Linked DNA regions of Rattus norvegicus: regions 1 and 3 are each linked to region 2. Evidence: chromatin contacts called from public Hi-C and HiChIP or PLAC-seq data. All regions are on one chromosome and are shown on one strand. Each heading gives the region's core, a stretch centred on a gene start, on an enhancer-like site or on the middle of the called end of the contact. The rest is flanking DNA. Distances are from core to core; before and after follow the strand shown.

Region 1 (2,700 bases), core at 190-2,689, 130 kb before region 2:
ACCAGACACTGCAACTGGGCAATCCACTCAGAACAACAGCAGGTTACATGTGGACCTGACAATGGGAACCACTCTCCACAGTGATAGTCATTTTCTGACATCTACATCAGAGCAACACAATGTGCCTACAGCAGGCACTCTAACCTGGGCAGACTCAGCATTAACTGAGTCCATTTAGGGAGGAAGAGCACACTGCCAGGGGAGGGACAAAATGCAGGGTAAATGGTGATTAGTCACCACTTTCCGGACCAGAGACAAACACACAAGATATGAAACAGGCATATGAGGAAGGCTGTTTTTAACACATAGCAAGACCACGTAAGTTTCATGTGTTCTGCAGGAAGCAAAGAGGAAACTGCCTGAGGTTTTGGAACAGCCCAAATCCATCCCATAGGGCTGTTCTTTGTGTAAGACAAGTAACAAAGAGAGCCAAGTTCTACTAATAATGTAGACAGGGCTATGTGAGACAGTCTAATCCAGTCGCAACCACTTGATTTCCTCCTCCCCAAATCCATGGCCATAATCTTCACACACACACACACACACACACACACACACACACACACACACATCACACATCACACCATTCTGAAACACAGACCAAATGATTAGATTTGTCCTTAGGAAGTGAAATCCCCTCCCTGGTGGTTGCAGAAGGACAAATTGCCCTAGCTAGGACCATTCCTGGGGACTTTCCCCACCCCCAAAGGTTATGGGCCCAAGTATCCCTTCTTGACGCAGCTCCTCTCTGATGTTCCTGGGGAAAGGGCATTCCTGGCACCACCAGTAAAGGAATACTACTGTTTTCTCTCACCATCAAAGGACAGGACAGTACACTCACCTTAGCTGCCACGTCTCCCCTCAGCCCAGTTCTACCTGATTTCCAGGTCCTTATTTTAAGGGCAAAATACCCAAAGCTTGTTTCTACTCAGCCACGCCTGAGGGCACATACATCAGTCAGTACCAGGGGAGCAGGATTACTTGTAATATCTTCCACATGTATAGCTACCAGTTAATGCAGACCAGGCTTCTCTAAGCTGAACAGGCCCCACAAGTCTTCTGTATCTAACACCCACAACATCCTTGAGAAAGCCTCTTGGGGTGCCCCATGTTTAACAGTAAGGGTTCTGATGAGGTCTTCTGCTTCTTGAAGCAAAGTTCCACCAGGCTGCATCTCAGCCCAGAACACAGGGTGTTCAGGATAAACTTTAGCTCAGGACAGGCTACCAATGAGATCTAACACCAGAATTCCTTAGGTACATTCCGCTTGTGTGAATTCCCCTGTACTGCAGAGAGTGTCACAGGAAGTAACTGGGAGAGAGTCTCTCTTTTAGTGCTCTTTAAGTCTTTAAGTCTCTTTAAGTAGGAAGGTCAAAGGGACCAGGATAGTCCAAGAGCATTACACCAGTTCACAGGAGCGGCTACCTGCCAAGAGCACAGAGCCTGCTGGGTGCTCAACCTTCACACCCATCTACTTAGATAAGAGCCAGAAACCTCAGCTCCAGACAAAGAGCCAGGGCTAAGAAAGCAGCCATGCTGGGCTAACCTGGATCTCACTCAAAAGTAGGAGGCAGCCCACTGCTCACTCTTTGTACTGTCACTGTACAGAATGGAAGTCAATTATAAAAGTTCTTTCTTAGGTTATTCTTAGGGCAAAAACAGTCCTAAGACAATTACCTAAACTCATACATCCCTCTGGAAGGCGAATGGCAACTTACCTGAAGCTCTCACATTCTGGGTGAACTATTTCACCCGTATATTTCAGCATACCAGACTTCAAACTATTGAAGATCCTAAAGACTCCCTCGGGGCCCTAAAGACAGACACTTAACTTACAATTTAAAGGCCAGCAGGAGACCCTTTAAATTAAGGACAGAATATATGGAGTGTTCCTTTCTCTCCCAAATGTTTCAGTGACATTTAATGACTAAACAGGGAGGTGTGAAGTAGCGATGGATCAGGAAGATATGCAGACCACTTCACAAAGGCGACATAATTCTTTACTTCTTTGTTTGAGAGAAAGAGTCTCTTTCACTAAGTAGCCCTAGCTGGCCTGGAGCTCACTAACTGACAAAGATGGCCTCAAACTCACAGAGATCTGCCTGCCTCTGCTTCCAGAGCTCTGGGAGCAAAGGTGTGCTTAATTCTGAACAGAAGCGACCACTCTGAGCACTCACCACGTGCTGTACATGTGAGGGGCCATACAGCCCAGTCACAAGTGTGCTAAGTACACCGCAGACACTGAAATGTAAAGAAAGCAACTTGCGGGGCTGGGGATTTAGCTCAGTGGTAGAGCGCTTACCTAGGAAGCGCAAAGCCCTGGGTTCGGTCCTCAGCTCTGGGAAAAAAAAAAAAAAAAGAAAGCAACTTGCTCCAAGTTGCTCAAGGTATGGCGGGTGTGACATCAGAGCCCCACACAAGGCCTGCAGGAATACTTAAACCAAACACTTAACAATTTTTACTATTTCATATGGTAGATGCGAATAGAAATGAACATTATTATATCTGTATGAGTATTTTGCCTCCATGTATGTCTGTGTACTAGAGTACCTGGTGCCTGCTAAGGTCAGAAGAGAGCACCAGGTCCCCTGGAACTGCAGTTACACAGGTGGACTGCCATGTGGGTGTTAGGAATTGAACCTGGACCCTTTGGAAGAGCAAGTGCTCATAAATGCTGAGCCATCTCTCCAGCCCCGCAAA
Region 2 (2,700 bases), core at 88-2,587:
TCAGAGTTTGAGCCCCAACACCAAACAGACTAACAAAACCACAAACTCTATCTTTATTGCCTAAGTACTTGGTGCCTAAGGTTCTGACCGAACCAGCCTAAGAATGAACCTCTATAGGTAGCAGGTCCTTTGTTTACTCTACAAGAAATGGTCACTAGGTGGGTACCCTGAGCTGCTATTACTGAATACCAAGGACAGAGGATGGGCAAGCCAGGACAGGCCAGGTCTAGCCCAAGCCCTTTGTAATGAGAATAGGTAGAATTACTGTCTCCATGGAGATGGGCAGGGCAAGAGCTGGACAGAGGGGAGAGGGAGAGTAGTGGAGAATGTAGATGGGGCTGTCCACCCCAGGAGGCACTTCCGTTGAGGCAGCCTCCTTGCATGCAGGCTGGCAGAGTTCCAGGCCCAGTGAGTAGCAGGCACAGGGATTCTGAGGTCCTGCACACCACCCTGACGTGGTTGCTCAGACCTCACTCGTGGTACAGTGTTGTGTCAGGCCTAGGATTGGCATCAGCTCCAGAAATCTGCCCTGCCTCTGACCTGATTGTATGGTTAAAAACCCATTATAGGCAAGGATTCCTGCTGCATGGGGACTCGATCTCATTCCTGTTCCTGTCTCTGATCTCATCAGTTAAGCAATTGGTCACTGAGTGGTTAGTCTTGGTCAGATTAACTTCTGACAGGTGGCCAGTTGTGGCCATGGCTTTCTCTGAGCCTGGTATTATACTAGACCCTGGGGAAGTGGACCTCTATAGGTCCTTCTTCTTCTCTTGAGGCCTTCTTCTTGCAGAAATGTCCTACCTTTGATACTGTGATTTGATATTGTGGTTTACAAATGTGTCAAACTGCAATGGTGGCTCTCCTGGATGCAAACAGCCCCAGGGCTCAGGTTGGGCACACATAGGAGAGCCTAGAGATAAAACAGAAAATACACATAGGGAAAACCAACAGGGCAAGATGACAGAGTGAGAGGCCTTCAGCTGTGAATGCCCACTAAGCAGGAAACAGGGCAACTTCAGCTTAGTCTTGAAGAAGGATGAGGTTGTCCCATAAGGGACAGACGGTCCTTCGCAAAGGCCCTGAACCTTTAGTGTATTGGAGCTCAGTGAGAAGCCTGCTTTCTCTGCTTGTTGAAAATGCCTTTTGCCTGTAACCAATTGACCCTAATTTGAAGGGGTTGCCAACAGAGAGGTGGCTCCATCTCTGGCCACACACAGTGCTTATGTCTTCCTGGAAACCAGCTCTGTGCAGCTGGCACGGCCTCCTCCCCAGGCAGGCTCTGAGCAGCGGGCTGCTGTGTGGTAAGGAGAACAAGGCTACATTATGAGAGTTTCACAGGCTGGCTATGGACAAACAGAAGGCCTGAGTGTGCCCAGGGACAGCAGCCTGCTTAGAATAGATCACTGAGCTTGGCTGGGGTGGGGGGAGGGAGATGGGGGGGAGGAGCAGGAGAGTAGCCAACAAGAACCAGGTCTTTATGAAGGGGAGGCAGCTTGGCATGAACAGAGAGTGTGCACACCTGCCATCTATCTGCAGCCGTTGACAGGCCTCTGGCTCTGGGTGGCACCACAGGCACGCACACATGTAGCATGCAAACTTTACAGGTAGACTGCTGGGTGACGCAGCTCCCAGCTTCCTCCCTGCTGCCTCCCACTCCAGGACACAGACAAACAAAACCAGTGGGTATTGAGAGCAGCCCGGGAGGTTCTGTGCACAGCTCGTGAAGTGGGCAGCTCCTCCATGAGCCTCGGAGGTGGGCTTTGGCAGACCCTCTGACAGAGTTGCTGCTGATCGGAGAACATCGGTCACGTGGTCAATTTCATAGCTGATAAGTGACAGATGAGTCACGGAGCCTACCTAGACCTGCTTGAGCGCAGGCCTGGTCCACACTGTGATGTGCGTGGTCCGCTTCTCTCTCTGAAGTATGGCTGTGTTCTTTATCACTTTGGCTACGGAGACAATCACTGAAGGTCGCGCCGCCAAAGAGCTGTGTATGAAGATTCCAGCGTTCAGAGGGGATGGCTAGCCTCCCTCTGTGTTGGAGGTCTACTGGGCTGGAAAAGCGGAGCTTTGATCAGTCCTCACTGCAATGACCAGGATGTCCACCAGGGGTCTCACCTCCCCCAGCTTCTCCCTATTGCCCTTCCTAGGAGCTGGTTGGGGCTTCCTCAGAGAGCACAGTCCTCTAGCATCTCCACGGACTGTGAAGAGGGACTAGCAGTAGCTGGTCATTAAAACTGACCCAGGGGGCTGGGGATTTAGCTCAGTGGTAGAGCGCTTACCTAGGAAGCGCAAGGCCCTGGGTTCGGTCCCCAGCTCCGAAAAAAAGAACCAAAAAAAAAAAAAAAAAAAAAAAAAAAAAAAAAACCAAAAAAAACCTGACCCAGTTTCAGCTATACAGGAAGAGGACAGTGAGAGAAAGGACCTCTTAGCCCAGCACAGGGTGGGGCTCAGCATGCCCTCAGGAGACTTTGAACTCATAGATTCTCCCTCATTGTTTCCAGAGGAGGAAACAGAGGTCCAGGGAGCTGAACCTCTTAAGACCTCGTTGCTGAGCAACGCTACACCACACTGACCCTTGGTGGCCATAGGTAGCATGCCTGGCCTCCTAAGGCATTAATGTAGCCAGACACTCCTGGGCTAGTGGATAATCCACAGCCTTGGCAGAGTCCTGGGTGGTGTCTGCCATTGGTGCTAGTG
Region 3 (2,700 bases), core at 77-2,576, 170 kb before region 2:
TTTGGCTCAGCTAAACCAAGTCCAGCCCCCAACACCCATAGACATGGCTGCTCAATACTGTCTGTAACCCCAGCCTCAGAGGTTCTATTACATCTTGGACACCTCCTTGGGCACCAGGCACAGATGTGATACACATACATACAGACAGGCAAAATACATATAAAATGCATACAAATACACAGAAAATAACAACAATTTTTTTAAGAACAGAGGGAAAACAACACAAAGGAGAGTTTCTGCCTATCTCTTTTTTTTTTTCTTTTCTTTTTTTTCTTTTTTTTTTTTTCTTTTTTTTTCTTTCTTTTTTTTTTTTTTCGGAGCTGGGGACCGAACCCAGGGCCTTGTGCTTGCTAGGCAAGCGCTCTACACTGAGCTAAATCCCCAACCCCTGCCTATCTCTTAAGTATTGGACCCACTCTTTCCCCACAAACCCCCTATTGCTGCTCTCTTTGGGTTTGGTCTGCCTCTGTTCAGGCTAAAAATGTCAGAAGGGGAAAATCCATGAATTCAGTTTCAGTCCAGCAGCACTGTGAATCAGTCTTCTTGTGCAGCCCCACTACCACATGCCCTCCCGCACCAGCCAGCGGACGCTCTGCGCACTCGGTCCACAGACACTCTTCCTGGGCACGACGAGGTGCCATATGCTCACTCTGCTTACCTAGAACTGGGCCTGTTCCAAATACTTCTCTTCTAAAATCTTTACATTGTGTGTGTGTGTGTGTGTGTGTGTGTGTGTGTGTGTGTGTGTGTGTGCACGCGTGCCTGTGCACATGTGCAGGCACGTACCATAGCTCCCAAGTAGACGTCAGAGGCCAACTTGTAGGAGTTGCTTCTCTCCTTCCAACATGTATGTCCAGGGGTTAGAATTCAGACTTAGTAAGTAGAGTTGATGAAATGAAGGCTGCATTCATTTCTTAGTGTTTTAAACTTTGTAGATTTTCAGCTACCTCTGTTGACCAAACATATCCTTCCTGTAATGTGTGATCTTTTGTATCCCAGACCTCTCAGAAACCAGAGTTCAGGAGAATGAATGTCATTCTAAGCTGCCCTGGATTTACCACTTTCTGGGGTTTTCTAACATCTAAAAACTGACTTGATTCTGTGAAACCATCCGAGATGTTCCTGGGAAAACAAAGCTAACAACAGACCTGGAAGCCTATGGTTGCCGGAACCAGCAGCTGCCTCACCGAGAACCAGCAGCGAGCGCTTCCGCTTTCTGCTCTGCCTCACTCCCAGAGAACCGTGCTGATTCCTTAACAGACAGCAGTAGGGTGCACAGAACAAGACACCCCAGCTTATTCACTATTGACAAGGGACAGGACCGTCCTTCTGAAGTGCTATCACCGCCCCTGCTGAGTGGCCACAGCCCTGTCACTCAGGCCCAGTGGGCGGAGAGCTGAGGGCAGCACTTCACTCTCCAGCTACAGAGCGCATGCTGCTGAGTGAACTCCTGGCCCTGCGTGGAGCCGGCCACAGGGATGACCACCTTCCTCCCAGCAGCCAACGATCTCACTGCACAGCCATCATCCTTAGTATTATCTCCAGTTACTAGAACATGGCTCTGGGTCCCCCAAACCCAGGTTTACTTCAGTGAGCTGGAGATAACGAAGCCTGCAGACTTGCGCTTCTTACATACAGGTAACAAAGACATACCTCATCTCACTTCAAGAATCACGGCTTTAGTTTTATTCTTCAGTGAGCTGGAGATAACGAAGCCTGCAGACTTGCGCTTCTTACATACAGGTAACAAAGACATACCTCATCTCACTTCAAGAATCACGGCTTTAGTTTTATTCTCTATCCTGGGTCATTTTTCATTCCCATAAACAAGTGTCTCTAAAGTCATCATGTAAGCTGATGAAAAAGCAAGACAATTTTCAAGGTTTTTATGAAATTTGAGAAAAAAAAAGAGTAACATTTTAACATCCCTCTTCTCTTCCCCCCAAACCCCCACATGCGTCCAAAGAAACTGAAGTCTCTAAGGCAAAGCCAAGAAATGTGACTCAGATTGAATGAGGTCAGGTGACCTGGGCAAAGCACAGAGAGTTACTTTCATGACAACGTAGCCTATTTATTAGCTGGAAATCACAACAGCATCCCTTGACCAACTCTGGGCAAAATATACCACATACACTAACTATGTCTTATGTTAGAGCAATACTGTATTCTAACGCCCAGTCCACACCTGAGGAGACCCAAAAAAGACAACTGCTCCAAGGCCACACAAGCGCAAGGAATCCAGCTCATGACTGGTGTGCACGCCTTCCCTCTGCTCTACCACAAAGTCGGCAGCCGCATCAGCACACACGCTCTCACGCACCTGGTGCCTGGGACACCACCTAATGCAGCACAGTGCGCACTGTGTGCTGGTGCACAGCATGTACCAACAATGCCTATGTGCGAAGGTCAAAACACAACTCACAGGAGTCAGTTCTCTCCTCCACTGTGTGAGTCTCATAGACTGCACGCGGGGAATTAGACTTGGCAGCAAATGTTCTCTCTCCCCCCCCCCCACATAGTTCCTTCACCTCACCCCCCCCCCATCAAGACAGAGTTTCTTTGTGTAGGCCTGGCTGTCCTGGAATTTGCTCTATAAACCAGGCTGGCCTCGAGCTCAGAGATCCGCCTGCTTCAGTCTCTCAAGTGCTGGAATTAAAGGCATACTTCACCATCACCTGGCCCAAGTTATTTTTTTAAGAT

What was found. Hi-C and Micro-C count contacts between places; a contact is called where the count stands out from the background. HiChIP or PLAC-seq counts read pairs in DNA pulled down with a chosen protein or histone mark.
Region 1: a contact with region 2 is called in an H3K27ac HiChIP or PLAC-seq map of oligodendrocytes, with 2.1 times the contacts expected there. The contact joins two enhancer-like sites. A contact is called at or near these places in 1 of 12 Hi-C or Micro-C datasets (mammary epithelial cells) and 1 of 1 datasets of contacts at active chromatin or transcription factors (oligodendrocytes).
Region 3: a contact with region 2 is called in a Hi-C map of Schwann cells, with 4 times the contacts expected there. The contact joins two enhancer-like sites. A contact is called at or near these places in 5 of 12 Hi-C or Micro-C datasets (Schwann cells, frontal cortex, hepatocytes and 2 more) and 1 of 1 datasets of contacts at active chromatin or transcription factors (oligodendrocytes).

The regions. Positions count from the first base shown.
Region 1 is chr14:78,404,665-78,407,364 of GRCr8, reverse strand. The region is part of intron 2 of Tbc1d14 (TBC1 domain family, member 14); the gene reads right to left. Among named protein-coding and RNA genes, the nearest start is that of Tbc1d14, 8.7 kb to the right of the region's middle. Within about 2 kb of position 1,439, at least 5 of the 93 cell types and tissues checked have an H3K27ac peak or open chromatin away from gene starts, as enhancers often do.
Region 2 is chr14:78,276,373-78,279,072 of GRCr8, reverse strand. LOC103693769 (a long non-coding RNA gene) reads right to left here. Exons shown (of 2, transcript XR_595849.4): 2 at 1-2,054. Among named protein-coding and RNA genes, the nearest start is that of Bloc1s4, 10 kb to the right of the region's middle. Within about 2 kb of position 1,337, at least 49 of the 93 cell types and tissues checked have an H3K27ac peak or open chromatin away from gene starts, as enhancers often do. A contact at or near this core is called in Schwann cells, where this site is marked.
Region 3 is chr14:78,448,832-78,451,531 of GRCr8, reverse strand. All of the region lies in intron 4 of Tbc1d14 (TBC1 domain family, member 14), which reads right to left. Among named protein-coding and RNA genes, the nearest start is that of Tbc1d14, 53 kb to the right of the region's middle. Within about 2 kb of position 1,326, at least 16 of the 93 cell types and tissues checked have an H3K27ac peak or open chromatin away from gene starts, as enhancers often do. A contact at or near this core is called in Schwann cells, where this site is marked.